Linked DNA regions of Rattus norvegicus: region 1 is linked to region 2. A link is a contact called in public Hi-C data. All regions are on one chromosome and are shown on one strand. Each heading gives the region's core, a stretch centred on a gene start, on an enhancer-like site or on the middle of the called end of the contact. The rest is flanking DNA. Distances are from core to core; before and after follow the strand shown.

What was found. Hi-C and Micro-C count contacts between places; a contact is called where the count stands out from the background.
Region 1: a contact with region 2 is called in a Hi-C map of liver, with 7 times the contacts expected there. The contact joins the promoter of Akr1c13 here to the promoter of Akr1e2 in region 2. A contact is called at or near these places in 7 of 12 Hi-C or Micro-C datasets (the A7r5 cell line, Schwann cells, frontal cortex and 3 more).

What each region holds. Positions count from the first base shown.
Region 1 is chr17:70,891,283-70,896,134 of GRCr8, reverse strand. It overlaps Akr1c13 (aldo-keto reductase family 1, member C13), which reads right to left and starts at 1,499. Exons shown (of 9, transcript NM_001170342.1): 1 at 1,377-1,499. The coding sequence starts at 1,460. LOC134482872 (a long non-coding RNA gene) reads left to right here. Exons shown (of 6, transcript XR_010059522.1): 6 at 4,060-4,517.
Region 2 is chr17:70,644,367-70,649,918 of GRCr8, reverse strand. Akr1e2 (aldo-keto reductase family 1, member E2) reads right to left here and starts at 4,037. Exons shown (of 10, transcript NM_001008342.1): 1 at 3,932-4,037; 2 at 1,575-1,742. The coding sequence starts at 3,970.

The sequences.
Region 1 (4,852 bases), core at 250-2,749, 250 kb before region 2:
AATAAAATGGTCTTATGAGGACTAGAAAGTAAGAAGGTCCTTCCAGGTTAGCAAACATTCCATCATGATGTTTTTCGTACTGAGGACAACCAGGCTCTAAATCCAACATACACTAATGAATACAAATAATTCATAATTATCTTTACTGGGTCCTCCTTCTCCCCATCAAAATGATGCATTATAAATACCAATAAGTATTCCACAGTTGAGAGTTAGACATGGCAGACCTCACTTAGTTCTGGTAGAACCTGCACTGTGAGATGCTGATGGCTACACTGAAACAAACCGAAGTATTTCTCAAATATTTGCTTCATGCATTACTCTACAGAAGAGGTTCCCAATTTCCAATGCTAAGACCCTATAATACAGTCCTCATTTCACGGTGATCGCTGGCCATACAATAATTTTGTTTCTACTTCATGACTGTAATTGTGCTACTATTATGTAATATAAGGTAAATATCTGATAACGAGGATATCTTATAGGCAAATTCTGTGAAAGTCCAAAGGGTTTGCAACCCACACTTGAGAACCACTGATCTACAGGATGCCACCCAGAGTTATGATGTTCCTTTCCCTGCATCTTGCCTTTTTGCAATGAAAAACGGTGTCATAGGTTGTGGACACAGAGACTCCCCTCTGATACTGCAGCCAAGAATGCTGATAGGCAATCTGGTGACTTTCTTCTCTATGAAGCTGTGAAACATGGCCATAGGAAAAGCATAGTGTCTGGAATTGCTAGGTCACGGGTCTGTCCCTTTAAGCCCAGAGCTCACAGCCAAGTTCACTCTTACAGATGGCAGGTCCCAAATGAGAACAGTAAACTCACAGGCAGGCCTAAGCCAGACAAGTAAATCCAAGGAAAAGAACACAGCCACATCGTGAGAAACCCAGATTCCCCACTCACAGCCAAAATAGCAGGGACGGTAAACAAACTTTCTCCGTGTCCCTGAAGTTGCTGACTGAATTAGAGCTAATGTCCCAATGCCACTGAGGCATGTACCCTGTACCTCCACTATATGCTGAACTAGAACGCACCATCAGAGAAAATGTTTTAAGAGTTTGGCCTTCCCTTTGTTGCCCATTAAGCTAGTCTCCCTACTGACTCACCAGGAGCAGGGATCTTTCCTTAGAGAAGAGCAGGCATGAATATAGATCCTGTTCTTCTGCCTGAATCCTGATGCACCCTACCTAGGGAGCCAGCTCAGTCTCCTACCCACAGCCACCAATCGCAGCTCTTGCTGTAAGCTCTATTTAACAAGAATAATCAACAAGTCGGGACACAACTGGACCCTGATGCAGAGCAAATCTAAGTATCTGCTCTCTTGTAAATGGCTTAGCTTTAACCTGGAGATACTGAGAGGCCTGTATTCTTACCTCCTTGGGTTTATAGGTGCCAAAGCCCAGGGCAGGAATGAAGTGGCCATCATTTAGTTTGACACAGTGCTGTTTGGAGCTCATTGTCTCTCCCTCCCCTGGCTAAGCACGTCCTAAGTCTTCTGGTGCCCTGAAGGGGAAGTGGATAAACGTCATATATCAACTTCCTGTCTAATGCTTAACAAGTGACACTCCCTTTCTGGAAGTTAGCCATGCCTTCTCACTGGCTAATGTTTAACCATCTTTATTCCCTAGCTAATGATTAATCAGTGCTACTGTCTGGCTAATGGTTAACAGTACTGTTGTGTGCCAACTGTTTGAATACTACGATTGTCTGTCTAATGGACAGCCAACAGAAAGGAGGAGTCAGAAATTTAAAGCAGTATTCCACATGTAAAAAGTTACTCATTCTCATATGAAGGATTAACTTAAAATAACGTACTATATAATGATAAAGCCTTTGTTTTCTGCAGTTTTTCTCCTTTTTATCTCATATACTATATATTATTAGAGAAGAGATTGGATGAATAATTTTAATACTGAATACACTTATTTTCATTTGGCCATGATGAAGCCTCTACATAATCATGAATCACTGAAAATAATGAGCTACTGCATGCTATATAAACATAAAGAACAGAGAAGCCACACTGAGCACTTAAAGTGACAGGGACATAAACCACCCACATATATTTCAACCCAAAATTTGTCCAGTCTGCAAGAAATGCAGGGACAAAGGTGGAACTAAGACTGAGGGAATGGCCAAGGAATATCCAGCACAACTTGAGAGCTATCCCAGGGGCAAGCATTAATCTATGACACTGTTAAAGATAATTTGTTACACTTGCAGACAGGAAGCCACCATAACTGATGTCTTTGAGGCTTACCCCAGCATGTGAGTGAGACAGATTCAGAGACCCACTGCCAAGCATTGTATGGAGCTCAGGTACTCTTGTGAAAGAGTTGGAAGGGAGGACTAAGCATCCTGGAGGGAATAAAAACTCTATATTAAGACCAAGAAAACTAACAAACCCGGACCCTTGGGGATTTCAGAGACTGAACTACCAACCAAAGAGCATACTCTGGCTGGACCTAGCCCCTCCCCCCTACATATGTAGTAGGTGCAACTCAATCTTCATGTGGTTCCCCCAATAACTGGAACACGACGAATGCCCCTAAAGTTGTGACCTTTCTGTGGAATCTGTCCCTGTAACTGTTACCTTGTCTAGCCTCAGTGGGAGAGCATGCACCTAGCCTTGTATAAACTTGATGTGCCAGGGTTGGGGGATACCAGGGTACCTTCACCCTCTCAGAAGAGAAGAGGAGGGAAAAGGGACTTTGTGAAGGATTGGCGTGGGGTTATGTGGATTAGGGTGCAGGGACAGCAATCAAAATGTGAAGTGAATAAATAAATTAATTACAGGAAACAATACCTCATGAAGTAAATTTAGTCTTCTCAGAATTTTATAAAAATAAAAAAGAGATCAACAATTAAATTTGAAATCCTTATTCTTCTCCCTGCAATTTTTTTCCTGAATTTTTCTATTGTCATTTTCAGAAGTGTAATCCTGAAAGACATAGTAAAGGGGACAGCACAGAATAGTGCTTACTGGTTCATAAACAGTTGGCAGCTACTGAATTTTTTTCCTACAAAATGAAACACGGCTTAAACATTACTATTGCATTCATTTCTTAGACCAATTTAAAATATTTGCTTCAAATATTAAATACTTGTGTTTATATATGCTGGGTATACCAGAAGAACGTGTTTAATTACTTGATGATGTAATAACCAGTATTCATGTGAAACCTAGCTTTTTATGTGGGTGCTGGGATACAAACATTGGTCCCAGGACTTTGCTTTTAACCACTGGGCCATTTCTCCAGTCCCTGATTTTAGATAACTATGATAAGATGTTAAATGGTAGATCAATATTTTATAATTTATGTCCTCATCCTACAATTAATTACAAAAGAGCGAACTTGAAAATAATCAAATTACTATGAAATTTAGAGTGGGAGAATAAATATAAAGAAAGTATTGATGTTAAAGGTTTTTTATTCAATTAAACCTAGAATGCATAGATTTCCACTAAAACAACACATATGGGGCTAGAATACATGATAATTTTTAATATCAAGTTGCCATCTCATGTGCATTACATACAAGGCAGCCTGAAATTTATAAAACATTTTTCAAAGAAACAATTACTGTTATTAATAACTTTTCTGTAGGCTATCCAATATTCTAGAATTAATGTCTATCAATTTGGAATCTGAAGAAGGTGTTTACTAAGAAGTACATAAGGACAAAAGAGATTGCTTGACTCTTAAGAACATCATATTCTTTTCCAGTGGACCAACTTTGTTTCCAGAAACTTCTTGGTGGCTTACAAAGTTCTTTTATACAGGGACCTATTGCCCTCTTCTGGCCTTCATGAGCACTACATGCATGTGGTTGACAGACACAGGAGGCAAAGTATCTATTCACATAAAAATTCACATAAAAATACCCACCTAAAAAACGTCAACCCAAAATTTGTCTTGCCTACGAAACATGCAGGAACAGAGATGGAGCAGAGACCGAGGGACTAGCCAAGCAATGACTGGACTAGCTTGAGACCCATCTCATCGGCAAGCACCAATCCCTGACACTGTATAATATACTCTGTTATGCTTGCAGATATGAGCCTAGTATGGCTGTCCTCTGAGAGGCTCCGTCCATCTTGGAGCTCAGGGTGTCTTCTGGAAGAGTTGAAGGGAGGATTGAGAGACCCAGCGAGGATAGAAACTACATAAGAAGACCAAAAGAGTCAACTAACCTTAACACTGGGGAATCTCAGAGACTGAACTACCGGTCAAAGAGCAAGCCTGCCTGGGAACTTGTTCCCACCACCCACCACATAGCAGATGTGCAACTTGGTCTTCATGCAGGTTCCCCAACAACTGTACCAGGGGCTGTCCCTAACTGTTGCTTGCCTGTGCATCCTGTTCCCCTAACTGGGCCACCTAGTCTGGCCTCAGTGGAAGAGGACACATGAAGTGGCTACATGTGGGTAGACTGGGAGAAGGGTGCAGGTTTCAATCAGTGTGTAAAGTGAAAAACTAATGAACATTAATAAATAAACTATGGTATTTTAAAGAACCATTAAAAGTATCAGTTATATTTCATTTGTGCCTAGTTTCTGCTGTGCAGCATATTTGTAAGATCCATTAATGTGACTTAAAGTACCTGCAGTTCATTCTGTTGTTGCTTAGTAATGTTGCATTTGTTTACATGTATGCCACATATTATTTGGACCTGCCCCTACTGAGGGAAACTTAAGCTAATCCACTTTCTGCACACGTGAAAATTCTTTTTAATTGTACCATGATATACTTTTTGGTTGTCTTGGGAGAGATAGATAGACAGAGTATAGTTTCCTTTGGAAGTGAATGTGGATATTCCATATCTCCTAGAGAGGCCAATCTTAAAT
Region 2 (5,552 bases), core at 2,788-5,287:
CCCAGTCAGCCAGATGGGTGATGGAGGGAGGAGAGAAAGCCAAATTAGATGTAAACACATCATACTACTAATAACAATTTTCCCACTGTGAATAAATACATAATTTCCTCAATCTTAATTATAAAACAATATATAATTATAATTATATTTCTTTCAAACTCCTACCATGACTGACACACTTTCCCTGGTGACTATCATCCACTTGGAAGCCCTGTACACTTTGACTATGTGGATTTGGAAGTCCCTAGTTGCTCATCCCTCTGTCTGAAGATTCAGAGGAAAATCTCTCTCCTCAGTGAGCGTGCTCCAAGCCCTCTCCACCCCACCTCTGTGTTCTAGCTTACGCAATGATGGGCAATGAAAATCAACCACAGAGACGGAGGAAAGTCTACAATGGGAACACCCCTGAAGTGTAGGGTTATGGATGATTAAGGACCCTCGTTTGTAACATGCTGATATCGGGACCCAGACCCTGGGCTATCGACTAACTTGGGCAAAGCTGCTGCTGAATAATAGCTGGAACTTAAACATGAAACGTGTGACCACGTGACTATTGCCTGCTATTAACCACCGGGATCGACATCGGCATTCCTTTTTTTTTTTTTTTTTTTTTTTTTTTTTTTTTTTTTAAAGCAGCATTTACTTCTTTTGAAATAGGGTCTCGCTATGCAGCTCGGTCTATCCTGGAACTGGCTGCATAGAACAGGCTGGCCTTGAACTCAGAGTCTCCCTCCTGCCTCTGCTCCCTGACTGCTGTGAGTGCTGGGATTAATGGCATGTGCCCCCACACTTGGCAAAAATAAAGTAGCTTTAAATCTTAGATTAACTGTGTTTCCCGCGGGGTTTACTTCCTTCCTCTCTTCGGTATCTGCTTCCTCCTCTTCCTCATAGGCAGCGCACTCATTGCCTCTCACCTGTGCATGATCTAAAACTCATGCTCCTGTCAGATGCCACTGTGTCCTCTGAGCACGTCTCATTCATGTGCAAAAGAAACTGCCTGACTTAGAAACAGTTTTTGTTCTCAACTCCCTACATTTCAAGGAAAAGTTCAAGCTTCTTATATGCCAGGGCTTTGGTACCTTGACCCCTGTCCACTCCTCCTGCCTCCCTCTGCTTCCCAGAGACTCCTACACCTGCTGTGCCATGTTCACACACACCCCATGATTGACTTGCTTCCTCTATGTAAAGCTGTCACCTCATCGTCAATTTCTTAATGTGGAGTTTGGAATCTGCCCTTTAACCATCCCTGGCAGGCGATTCCAAGTTTAGGCCTGTCTATGTAGCCAGAGTTCGCAAGGGCTTGAACTTTACTCTGCTCACTAGAGACACAAAGGTCAACCAAGATGTATTGCTGATTGGCGGCGTCTGGGCGCCTCTATCTGAACGGCCAAACTGAAAAGCAAAGACGTAAGCAAACCAACACAGGATGTAACCCCACAGGTTCACCAAGTTGGAGAAGAATTAACTGCAAGCCAAAGGCACCAATTCCCATAAAGAAACGCAAAAACTCCTCAAGGCTAGATGATTCCAGCTCTGCCCACAGCTGTGACTGCAGAGGCTGAGGGAGTCCTTACCTTACTGACGATGAACAGCTCGTCTCTCTTCACCACACCCTCCTTGATTTTCTCCTTGATTCCCATCCCAACCTCACTCTCATTGTGGTATAAGTAAGCACAGTCGAAGTGCCGGTAGCCCAGGTTGATAGCCACCTTAACCGCATCGGTCACTTCTCCTGGAGAGGCCTGTAACCAAACACAAGAAAGCTCGGAATACCCAAGACACAATCTGAAGCTCAAGAAGGAAGACCAAAGTGCGGATGCTTCAGTCCTTCTTAGAATGGGGAACAAAACACTCACAGGAGAAAATATGGAGAAAAAGTGTGGACAGAGACTGAAGGAAAGGCCATCCAAAGACTGCCACACATGGGAATCCATCCCACATAGTCACCAATCCAAGATACTATTGTGGATGCCAAGAAGTGCTTGCTGACAGGAGCCTGATATAGCTGTCTCCTGAGAGGCTCTGCCAGAGCCTGACAAATACAGAGGTGAATGCTTGCAGCCAACCATTGGACTGAGAAATGGGGTCCCCATTGGAGGAGTTAGAGAAAGGACTGAGGTAGCTGAAGGGGTTTGCAACCTCATAGGAAGGACAACAACATTGACCAGTCAGATACCCCAGAGTTCCCAGGGACTAAACCATCAACCAAAGAAAACACATGGAAAGACCCATGGCTCCAGCTGCATATGTAGCAAAGGATGGCCTTGCCGGGCATCACTGCGGGGAGAGGCCCTTGGTCCTGTGCAGGCTAGATGCCCCAGTGTAGGGGAATGCCAGGGTGGGAAGGCAGGAGGGAGTAAGTGGTGGGTGGGTGGGGGAACACTCTCATAGAGGCAGGGGTAGGGGTGATGGGATAGGGGGTATCTGGAGCGGAACACTGGAAAGAGGATAACATTTGAAAAGTAAATAAAGAAAATATTCAAGAAAAGAAAAGAAAAGAAAAAAAAAAGGAAAATCTATCATCAGGGGAACCTAATTCCTTTTCTCCCTCGGAAAATATATAGTCAAACAATAAATAAATATTCAAATTGGTAAAGCAGTAGGAACATCAGTTGGACTTAAAGGTAGGGAGTAAGAATGTGATTAATATTCTTCTTTACTCATTTGGGGAGAAGACCACACGTGCTTTTCAGCTCTTGCAGAGGGCTGAGCTGTGTGCTGTGTTTCTTGAATGGTTACAGAAGGGGTGAGAGCAGCTGGGGCATGAAGCCATCTGAGCTCTAACACTCAGGGATGCGTGAATCAGTTGGAAACCTAAAACAAGCATCTACTCACACACGAGGGACTCGTGCGATACCTGTATGGCACATATGTGAGGCACATAGATATTTCCACTAAATATGAAAAGTGCAACCCAAGCCAGCCTTGAATGTGATGGCTCCCTTGCTCTTTCTTAAAGCTGCAGCTACAATATTTAAGATCACCAGTCATTGTCATATTTGTTACTGCTTTTCCATTGTCTCCCACAAATTTCGAAAGGGATCCCTGTGCCTTCAGGTGGAGGAATTAAATGCTTTCATTGTATTGGGAGGGTGATGTTTCTTTCCCCCTTTTTATTTATTTGTTATTTTATTGATGTTTCTTCCACCTCAGTCTCCGCTAGGCGACACCAAAGAGCACTCACATCACCAAAATTGCCTTAAAAAAGAAAAAATCCCACCATTTTTACAAAAGTTTCTGAAGAAACCTTTATCTAAAAACCTACTAAACAGAATTTTCAAATTTACTTTTTATCGAAAAATATATTTTGATCATCTTTCCCCCTCCTCTAACTTATCCCAGAGTTAGGTAGGCCTAGTTCCGTACCTACATACTTACTCAATTTCATGTTCACTCCCTACATACAAAATCTACGGAACAGGCAGTGTATCTACTAGCCAAGATCTCTACTGCCACTAAGCGGACTCCAGAAGTAGACATTACACGTACATGAGTGCAATTATTTAATTATTTTTATTTAGTTTATTTCAGTACGCCAAGCGGCACGCTTCCTTGTGGCCATTTCATACACCCCGGGTTTCGCTGTGCAAAGATGAGTAAGTGCCACTTGGCACAAAAATGATTATTTTAGAGGTTGGGGATCCGTCACTAGCTCACACAAGGCTGGGTTATGCTCACGGTGCTTTATATAAAATTAGCCTAACTGCTTTTCAACCGCGCAGGGAGCAGGTGTTTTAGGATCTAGTAAAAGTAGCTTCTCAGGAGAGTCCGATCTCTCCTCTAATCAGTCTGGAGGCAAGACCTTGATCACAGCCCGGGTCTGGAAGGAGTCACCCTGGGCAAAAGAAGTCCCGCACCCTGACGGTTCCTGAGCGAGTATGCATCGGGCTCCGGGACCCTTAGCCCGACCCACACCGGAGCGCCTCCTCACCTTCCAGGTGCCCAGGCCCACTGTGGGGATTTGATGCATGGCTCCCCTTCGCTCAGAGGATCAGCCCCCAACCTGCACTGGAGGTGACGGCGAGCAGCCCCGGGCGCTCAGGGTAATGCCGTGATTGGCTGGAGTTCTGACACTCTAATTGGCTGATGGAGAGGTCGGTTAGTGGTATGATTGGCTGGTAGCATAGTCCATTTTCAGAGGACCTAAGCAATCGTGTTTGGTTGTGCATTTCCTCTCTCCTAAATCCTCTGTGATCCTAGGCGTTCTGTCTCTTAGCAACCGGCTTAAAGCCCAAGTCCTGTGCGGTGTCCTTCCTGTAAACAGGCTGGGGTGCATATTTATTTCCTGAACGTTAGATGTTTTAGATTAATGCTCGTTCCTACTATACTGGAAAAAAATCGATTGAAATATATTAGCTGTCTTGCAGTCTTGCAATGATGTGTGTTACTTCGAGGAGATTGCCATGTTACTAATAGTGGAAACATGATATGGATATCATTTTTAGGGTGTGTCTTATGAAATTAAAAAAAAAAATCGGGACCAAAAGTTAAACACCTTGGAAGATTATGGACTGTAATAACACCTAATAATAAAGAAGGTAATGAACTTTAAAGGGAGCAAAGAGTAGAGGGGCAGATTTTGAGGGAGGAAGAGAAAGGGAGAAATGTAATTATAATTGCAAAAAAAATCTCAAGATAATCCCTCAAAGGAATGCCTATAAGACAAATCATCCCCCGGATGATTCTACGTCCTATTTAGTTGGCAATAATCCTAAAATCACAAGCTGAAACAGCTAGAAGGAACCAGAAAAGCAACCCAGAAAAGCAAAGGTAAATGACTATTTCGAAAATATTAGCATTATTAAAACGATCACAAAAACTAAGGACTTACCATATTATAGTGCTGGAAGTTTGTACCCTTTACTTGTTTATTAATACTTTGGCAGAAGTCAACAATTTTACATTGTTATTAGCATCAGCAAATTCAACCCACCTTTTTTTTTGTCTTTTGCCACGTTAGATATCTGTTCATATGTTTGCGTTTTGTGTGTCCTCGTGGCAGACGTTCTGTGGATGTGGAAAACTGCATCTCCTCCAGTTCTCTTTATTTATTTTGTATTTCGTAAAGAATGGCAAAGTTAAGCCATTAACGGTTAGACATTTTTTTTTTGTAGATTTTGATCCTAAAAGTGTTCTTTATGCAAATCGACACGGAAGTACCCGTTTGCAAGAGAATGTGCTTTCAGATGTCACATTTTATTAGCGCTCTCTCTGATAGGCTTTTATTACTCATAGGCACACTTTACAGTTTCAGTTCATAAACCTACAGAAATACTGTCCTTTCGATCACTTCATAAAAACTTAGTTTGATCTAGGGATGCCTTCTTTGTTAATGGGCATCTCAGATTTCTTAGTAGTAATTTAGGAGAAACATGAATGCTACAGATGTAAATACTTGAAAAACGTATAAGGCTACTTTATATGAAACTATTGAAACCTCAGATTTTGATGAGGTAGCTTATGTTAGCACACTGAAAACTTTTACCAGGTTCTCGTGGCAAGTGGAGACGAATAGATACACATACGTATACATAATGCACACATGCATACAT